Regions from separate parts of the Sus scrofa genome. Here region 2 is linked to region 1. The links are chromatin contacts, called in public HiChIP or PLAC-seq maps. All regions are on one chromosome and are shown on one strand. The core of a region is the stretch at or near the end of the contact, and the rest is flanking DNA. Distances in the headings are between cores, read along the strand shown.

Region 1 (4,115 bases), core at 853-3,352:
CTGTGGTGTAGGCCAGCAGCTGTAGCTCTGATTCAACCCCTAGCCTGGGAACTCCCGTATGCCGCAGGTGCAGCTCTAAAGAAAAAGAAAGGAAAAAAAAAAAAGAGTTATAGATACAGAGAACGAACAGATGGTTGCCAGAGGGAAGGGAGTGAAGGAGGAAAGAAGTAGGTGAGGGAGATTAAGAGGTACAAACTTCCAGCAGCAAAATAAATGAGTCACAGGTATGAAATGCACAGTATGGGTAATACAGTCAAAAAGTATGTAATATCTTTGTACAGCGACATAACGTAACTAGATTTATCACGGTGATCATTTTGAAATGTATAGAAATACCAAACGACTATGTTGTGAAACAAGAACTAACACAGTGTTGTAGGTCAAATATACTTCAAAAACAAACAAGCAAATGAACATAGAAAAAGATATCAGATTTGTGGTTACCAGAAGCAGAGGAAGAATGACTGGATGAAGGCATTCAAAAGGTACAAACTTCCAGTTATAAGCACTACAACATGAAAAATATTAACACTGCTCCCTGTTATATAGGAAAGTTATTAAGAGAAAATCCTAAGAGTTCTCATCACAAGGGAAAATATTTTTCTTTTTCTATTTCTTTACTTTTGTATCTATATGAGGTGATGGATGTTAACTAAGCTTGTGATAATCCTTTCATGACATGTAAGTTAAATCATTCTGCTGTACATCTTAAACTTATACAGTACTATATGTCAAGTTTTTTTTTGTTTGTTTGTTTTTTTTTTTGTCTTTTTGTCTTTTCTAGGGCTGTACCCACAGCATATGGAGGTTCCCAACTAGGGGTCTAATTGAAGCTGTAGCCACCGGCCTATGCCAGAGCCACAGCCAATGCAGGATCCGAGCCATGTCTGCAACCTACACCACAGCTCACGGTAACGCTGGATCCTTCACCCACTGAGCAAGGCCAGGGATCGAACCTGCAACATCATGGTTCCTAGTCGGATTCGTTAACTACTGAGCCACAACAGGAACTCCTCATTTTTTTCTTTTTACAGCCCCAACTGGGGCATATGGAAGTTCCCAGGCTAGGGGTTGAATGAGATCTGCAGCTGAGGCCTATGCCACAGGATCCAAGCCGTATCTGTGACCTATGCCACAGCTTGCAGCAACACTGGGTCCTTAACATGCTGAGCCAGGCCAGGGATGGAATCCACATTCTCACATACACTATGCTGGGTTCTTAACCCAATGAACCACAACAGGAACTCATATATATCATTTTTATCTCAATACAACTAGAAGAAAAAATAATTTGGTTCTATGGCTCAAAACCAGAATAGGAAACTTACCTGTTTTACCAAAAACCTGTTGGCTTTATGAATATACACGATGTAAATTATCCATTATTGGTTTTTTAAAGTAGAAGGATTTTTTTTTTTTTTTGTCTTTTGTCTTTGTTGTTGTTGTTGCTATTTCTTGGGCCGCTCCCGTGGCATATGGAGGTTCTCAGGCCAGGGGTTGAATCGGAGCTGTAGCCACCAGCCTACGCCAAAGCCACAGCAACGCGGGACCCGAGCCGCGTCTGCAACCTACACCACAGCTCACGGCAACGCCGGATAGTTAACCCACTGAGCAAGGGCAGGGACCGAACCCGCAACCTCATGGTTCCTAGTCGGATTCGTTAACCACTGCGCCAAGACGGGAACTCCCTACAGCAGAAGGATTTATTGGCCCATATAGCAGAAGAGCCCAGAGTGGGTTCCAAGCTTCAAGCAGAGTTGGATCAGGGCTTTGGCTTTTTCTTTCTCTGTCCTCATTGGTGCTGGCTGTGTACCCAGGCTGACTCTCTTCCTGGCTATAAGAAACATCTCAGCAGGAAATGATCTTATGATTTCATTGTAGGTTTACTGAACTGTTTTACTTTCCTTCGAAATCCAGCAGGTGCTGCATTATTACAAAAATGGTATTTGCGTATTTGACAAATGGTTCTTCAAAGCATCAAAGTGCTAAAGCACCAAACTTTTGATGCTGGACAATGAATAAGGGGTAATATGAGGGCTGTGGACACTCTCACTGTCCAAGAGCATGTGGTCTCTTCAAGTTGAACAGCTGTGTTGGTCACTCATCAGGGAAGCACCCAAGCCTTTGCTTATTTGGAAGACCTGGCACTTAGAGCTAAGCCTTCCTACATTATCACATGGCCAATTTTCTTCAGAGTCCTATCATGATTGATTATTTTAAGAGATGTGGAAAATGAAGCAATGGATATTTTAAAATATCAAGACTTATTTCTATGAACATGGACAGAGCCTAAACAATAACATGAAAAAAATTTTCAAATGTATCATTCTCTATTACTGTATTTTATTACGCACGGTAGTTCTATTTCTAGTCTGATTGTTAAGCAAAGGAGTCAATTTGTATGCTGGCCTAAAATTGCACTGACACGTTCTCCATAGCATAGCCTCTGTCTTCCAGTATGTGGGTCCACATACGTGTGTGGCCTGTAGGGTGGGGGGTGGAGTCAGGGGGATGGTCAGGGAAGTGAGAATAAGCTACTGCTGCTGAGGTCAGCAGCAGGTAACAATCTAAGTGCATCTATGCGCCAACCACGGTTTTGAGCTTTTTTAACAGACATTATCTCAATTAATTCTTATAACCACCCAGTGATACGATTTCTATCATGTTCCCATTTACAGAGAGAAAACCAAAGTTCAGAAAAGCAAGTACATTTCTCAAAGTTGCCTAGCTACAAAGGGGTTAATCGGAGCTCTCTTCCTCCAGAGCCTGAGGGCTCAAATACTAGCCTGAAATGGCTTCCAGTGCTCTTTCCTCTGAAGTTGGCTGCTTGATGGTCCCTAGCAATGCAACGAGAGATGTTTCCCACCTACATTCTGTGCCCTCTGAGAAGCCTTTTCTCTGAGGGATCCATAGATTTATGTTTAGAATAGAAGAGCTTGCCCACGTGTTTTTCTCCTCCAGGAAACACTGTATTTCCTTTAGTCTAATGGCCTTCTTCCCTTTTCATATAATTCAGTATGCTTCAAACTTAATCAAGAAGCTATTATTTGATTCTTTAAAATCTGTTTTTCTAATTGTGATACAAATACCACACAAATTGAAAACTTTTACGAAAAAGAAAACATGGAAATACGTAAAGAACCACATAAAATCCCCTAAAACTCCTAAATAATATTATTAACATTCTCTGGCATTTTCTTCTAGTATATACAGCTTCGTATTTTGTTTTTATTTAATATATGGTTATATGGTAAACATTTTCTCATAATTCTTGAAGGCAACTCTGTTTATCTGAGTCAACATTATATTTCCAGGACTTAGCAGAGTACCTGGGAATACAGCAGTCAGCATCTAATTAGGTGGTTTTTTTTGTGTGTGTGTGTCTTTTTTTTTTGCGCTGCCCCCCACGGCACATGAAGGTTCCCAGACTAGGGGCCGAATCTGAGCTGTAGCTGCCAGCCTACACCACAGCCACAGCAACATGGGATCCGAGCCATGTCTGCAACCTACACCACTGCTCATGGCAATGCTGGATCCCCAACCCACTGAGGAAGGCCAGGGACTGAACCTGCATTCTCATGGATACCAGTCGTTTGTTAACCAATGAGTCAGGATGTGAGCTCCAGCATCTAATTAGTAATGGCTAGCTATTTAATAAATACTAGTTGATTGAATGACTGACGTTATATATTCTTGCAAAATTTTTTAAAGGCCACATAAGTACCAATCTCTCAAAAAAAGTTTAACTGTGAAATCATATTAAGATGGAGCATTTTCAGAAGTTTCACCAGGGAAAGGCAAAACAGTGTAACCTAAAGAACCCTGGGGCAGGAGTCAGGCTGGCATGCTCTAGCTCAGCTCAACCATCGTACATATAACAACACACACCATTTTATTTCTTAATACTTCAGTCTCCTCATCTGTGATATAAATGGGCTTATTGAACTTCTTGCTAAGATTCACTTCTTTTTAGGGCCACAGTCACGACATATAGAGGTTCCAGGCTAGGGGTCAAATCAAAGCTGCAGCTGCTGGCCTATGGCTCAGCTTCAGCAACACCAGATTCAAATAGGGTCTGCGATGCATACTGCAGCTTTCAGCAACGCTGGATCTTT
Region 2 (4,115 bases), core at 681-3,180, 340 kb before region 1:
CCGTGTCTATGATCTGAACCACAGCTCATGCCAACACCAATCCTTAATCAATTGAGCAAGGCCAGGGACTGAACCCACGTCCTCAGGGATGCTAGTCAGGTTCGTTTCTGCTGAGCCACAATAGGAACTCCTCAGCTACTCTTTAATGACTTGGAGACATATACACTTTAATTAGATATAAATGGGCCATTTTACCTAATTAAGAGTTAGGATCAGGGGAGTTCCTGTCCTGACTCAGTGGTTAACGAACCTACTGGTATCCATGAGGATGCGGGTTCGATCCCTGGCCTTGCTCAGTGGGTTAAGGATCCAGCGTTGCTGTGAGCTGTGGTGGAGGTTGCAGATGTGGCTTGGATCCTGTGTTGCTGTGGTTGTGGTGTAGGCCGGTGGCTACAGCTCCAATTCAACCCCTAGCCTGGGAACCTTCATTTGTCACGGGTGTGGCCCTAAAAAGACCAAAAAAAAAAAAAAAAAGAGTCAGGATCGGAGAGTTTAAAATTGAAGTGTCCTGTTTTCTCAACGTTAAGCTGCATGCTTTTCATGCTGAACACTTTTGCAATTAGAATAAGGCATACAAGCAACAATATTTATTTTAATGTAGGGTTTCTTCCCCAACACATACACATAAAGACACACCAACAAACATTATTCAAATTGATGGTACACGTTAGAATTAAATATAATAGCATTATTGTTGCTTTCGTCTATGTTGGTGGTGGGGAGAGAAAAGATTTTAGGAAAAAGGGACTTTCTGAGTAATCATGAAGCCCTGTGGGCAGGAATGGTTCTCAGGGAGGCTGGAGACCCAAATCCGGAATGCTGTGGGGGACCCTTAAGTATTTTTATCTCTCATCTTTACCTCCTTTCGTGTCTGATTCATTGCTCCTTCTTTCTGCTGACTTGCCACCTCTACATCTCAAGCGTCACAGAATGGCCAACCATGGCATCAGAGAAGGACCAAATCTCCTTATCCAGTGTTTTTCTGTCTCTCCTCTAAAGCTAATATCAGGGGAAAGATTCCTATTGGCCCGTCTAGCCAAGTCAATTGCAAATGGATTTGGAGAGTAGGGTCACATTTTATTAGATGGCAGCCAACTTCCTGTCACTGTGGGTCAGCAGAGGGAGACAGTGTAAATTGAGCAGATTTTCCATAAAGTCTCCCGCAGGAGGCAGACTTTTCCTGCTGCAGAAGAGCATTCCAGCGGCACTAAGTATTGGGGTTGGGAAGGCCAGTAGGCACGGCCCCCAGGGACAAGTCACCTAGACCAGGTCTGGGAGGGTTGCTAGCTCGGAAAGCAGACCTGTGCTCAGACCAGCAGTGGCCATGCTGGCTCTCCATGGGACTTCCAGGGCTTCGCACTCATCTCCATCTTTCTCAGAAAGGGCTAGGGACAGAGAGCCACTGCCCAAGAACATTGGGGCAGTGGCAAGGAGGCAGAAATGGTGAAGCAGAGATGGTGAATCCAGAAAGGCTCATTAACCTTCAGAGCAACACCTAAAATCTTAGCCTTGGATTATGTCCAAAGAAAGCCCAGCCCCTCCGCTGTCTCTGGAGGTAAGAAGGGGTGGTGCAGTAGATGGGGAGGAAACCAGGAAGCCAGGGTCCCAGCCCGTGGTGTCCGGCCCCTCACCTTTTATCCGGGATCTGCCAGCTCAGCCTGCCATGGCTAGAGTCCAGCTGCAGAGCTCTGTGGTCTTCGGTTCTGGGACCAGGTGATGAACCCCTCACATGACACCTTCCTCTCACCTTTCTGGCCCTGAGCCCTCCTTTCTGGCCCTGAGCCCTGGCTGCAAGCAACCTCTCTGCCCACTCTGGGAGCTGTGGGGGCAGCTGACATCTGATAAGCCACCGGCCTAGAGATTTGGCAGTAAAGCTGCTCGCTGTGTTGGAGAGGATGTCAAGTGAGAAAGGGTAATGCTCGGTGCCAGCTCCTCTGAAACTCAGGAGAGCCAGGGAGCAGACGGCAGGGAGGAGCAGGGAGCCTCCCTGGGCCAAAGAAGAAAAACAGCGGCCAAAAGAGCTATTTTTATTCCCCATTCTTCAGTCACCACTCTCAAGAGATCTGCCCTCATGACTCACAAATGTCCTTGTGCACCAAGAAATCACCTGGTTTTTAGGTACAGAGAGTTCTCTGCTGCCGAATAAACATCTGTTCTCTTCCTCAGCCACTCACCCTAATGACTCTGAGAAAGACTAGTCTCTGTGCCATGTACACATTTTCACATGGGAAGAGCTGTTGGAAACCTGTTGGAAAGCTGTAGGAGCCACTGATAGACATAAACTGTCACCCAACATGAAGGATTGCCTAGAAATATGGTTTATTAGGTTGGCTGAATTGGTAATCCTTGTGCCAATACATCTCCATAATTTGCATGTGAACTGAGCTTCTCTCGCCAATTTCGGTCTCTGTTTTCCTATTATGGAAAGAAAAGAGTTATGAACACTGCTAGGAAATGGTAAACGGTGACAGTCATCCCACTGCTTTTACCCGTGTGCAGCATGATTGCACACTAATTCTGTCTTTCTCCTCTTGGTCCTTCCCCAGTCCTTTTCCATCCACCTGCTGTCCCAGCCCTTGCCTAAGCCTGAAGCCAAACCTTCAGCTAACCTGGTAACTCTTCCTCCGACGTGTATCTGGAGCCCGTCTTTCCCTTTCCATCTGTCTCCCTCATCCACTCCCACCTCATCCATTGCGGTATTGGTCTTGTAGCTTCTCAGTCCTTTCTCCTCATAGCCCAGAGTGCTTTTCTGAAAACGTAAGTGAGATCATGTCCCTCCCTTTCTTAAAAATTGCATCAGTGACTTCATATTTCCCTTAGTATATGCCTCAAGGTAATATGTTGCCTGCCGAACCATTCTAGTGATACTGAACCTTTCAAGGTCTAGAAAACACTGAACTTTATCGTGTCCTAGAGTTTTTGCACTGCACTGCCATGCCTCCACTTGGCATGCTAAGCCTCTAAGTCTCTGATTTCCTCCTCATGTATGCCTCGAAGGAAAATTACTTTTTCCAACACATCTTCTCCGACAGCCATGTCTAAGTAGCTTTTCTCACCTGTTTCCTGTGTGCCTGATTACTGCATTCTGTTCACGTCTTTTTTCTCAGTGTGCCTGTGTGTGTGTGTGTGTGTGTGTGTGTCTGTGTGTCTGTGTGTGTCTGTGTGTGTACTTCAAAATAAATACCTGTCTTGCCTGTCTCCCTCCTCCAGGTTGTAGGCTCTTTGAGGCAGGGACATGTCCCTTTGGTGCACCTCCGACCTTCAGCTCCCAGGCTGGGTACCCTGGATATAGTAGATGCTCAAGAAATTGCTATTCACTTCTTTTCTGAGCAACTGCTGCATATAAAGAACTGTACTATGTGTTGGGCAAATAATGAAATAAAGCAGACTGTCCACCTAGGGCCAATGGTCATAACACATGATTTAACTGTTATTTGATATGAGGGGAGAAAAGGTGACGGCTCTTCTAATACCCAAAACACATTGAAATTGCATTAAAAAGTGGTAACAACAGACATCTATTTGCTCCACTGGGGAAACAATCTGAGGTGAAAGAAAATTTTATTTAAAGTAGTTCCAGCCCAGATGTAACACCTTGGGCCTATTTAGCCATTTTCTTTAGGAATTTCTGATGTCCTTTCCTCAAACTATCACAACTTTGAAGTAGTAAAGATTTCCCTGAGTCTCTTAAAGAACATGACAGTTTTCATTTTTTCGTGCAGATAAATGTGTGTCTCTCTCCAGAGTATTTATGAATTTTAGTCCCTTTATAAATTGGTCATATTTGCATCTAATTGAAAGGGAGCAAATAAAATTACTTTGCTTACACTGAGGAAGAAATTGAATTTAGGATGAAACTGCTTGATTTGAAGGAAGGAACACTGACTAGTAGGAGTCAGCAAGCTCAGACACTGGGTCCAGTCCTACCACAAAGTAACTGGAGAATCAGGTCATGTCAGTGGGCCTCAAGTTTCTCGCTTGGAACGTCAGCGTCCTGGACTCAGTTAGGTGTCCCCTCCCTGCTGTGGGTCAGGATACCTCTCCCTGGTTTCCGGCTTCAGGAACTTGGTCCTGGCTGGTGTCACTGTTGTGGGGAGGGAACGGATGGTGGTGCG

Evidence for each region. HiChIP or PLAC-seq counts read pairs in DNA pulled down with a chosen protein or histone mark.
Region 2: a contact with region 1 is called in an H3K27ac HiChIP or PLAC-seq map of skeletal muscle. The contact joins two enhancer-like sites. A contact is called at or near these places in 1 of 47 Hi-C or Micro-C datasets (embryonic fibroblasts) and 1 of 2 datasets of contacts at active chromatin or transcription factors (skeletal muscle).

What each region holds. Positions count from the first base shown.
Region 1 is chr9:124,227,503-124,231,617 of Sscrofa11.1, reverse strand. No RefSeq gene overlaps it. Among named protein-coding and RNA genes, the nearest start is that of SHCBP1L, 7.7 kb to the right of the region's middle. Within about 2 kb of position 2,102, at least 1 of the 83 cell types and tissues checked has an H3K27ac peak or open chromatin away from gene starts, as enhancers often do. A contact at or near this core is called in skeletal muscle, where this site is marked.
Region 2 is chr9:124,566,261-124,570,375 of Sscrofa11.1, reverse strand. All of the region lies in intron 4 of NMNAT2 (nicotinamide/nicotinic acid mononucleotide adenylyltransferase 2), which reads left to right. Among named protein-coding and RNA genes, the nearest start is that of SMG7, 130 kb to the left of the region's middle. Within about 2 kb of position 1,930, at least 9 of the 83 cell types and tissues checked have an H3K27ac peak or open chromatin away from gene starts, as enhancers often do. A contact at or near this core is called in skeletal muscle, where this site is marked.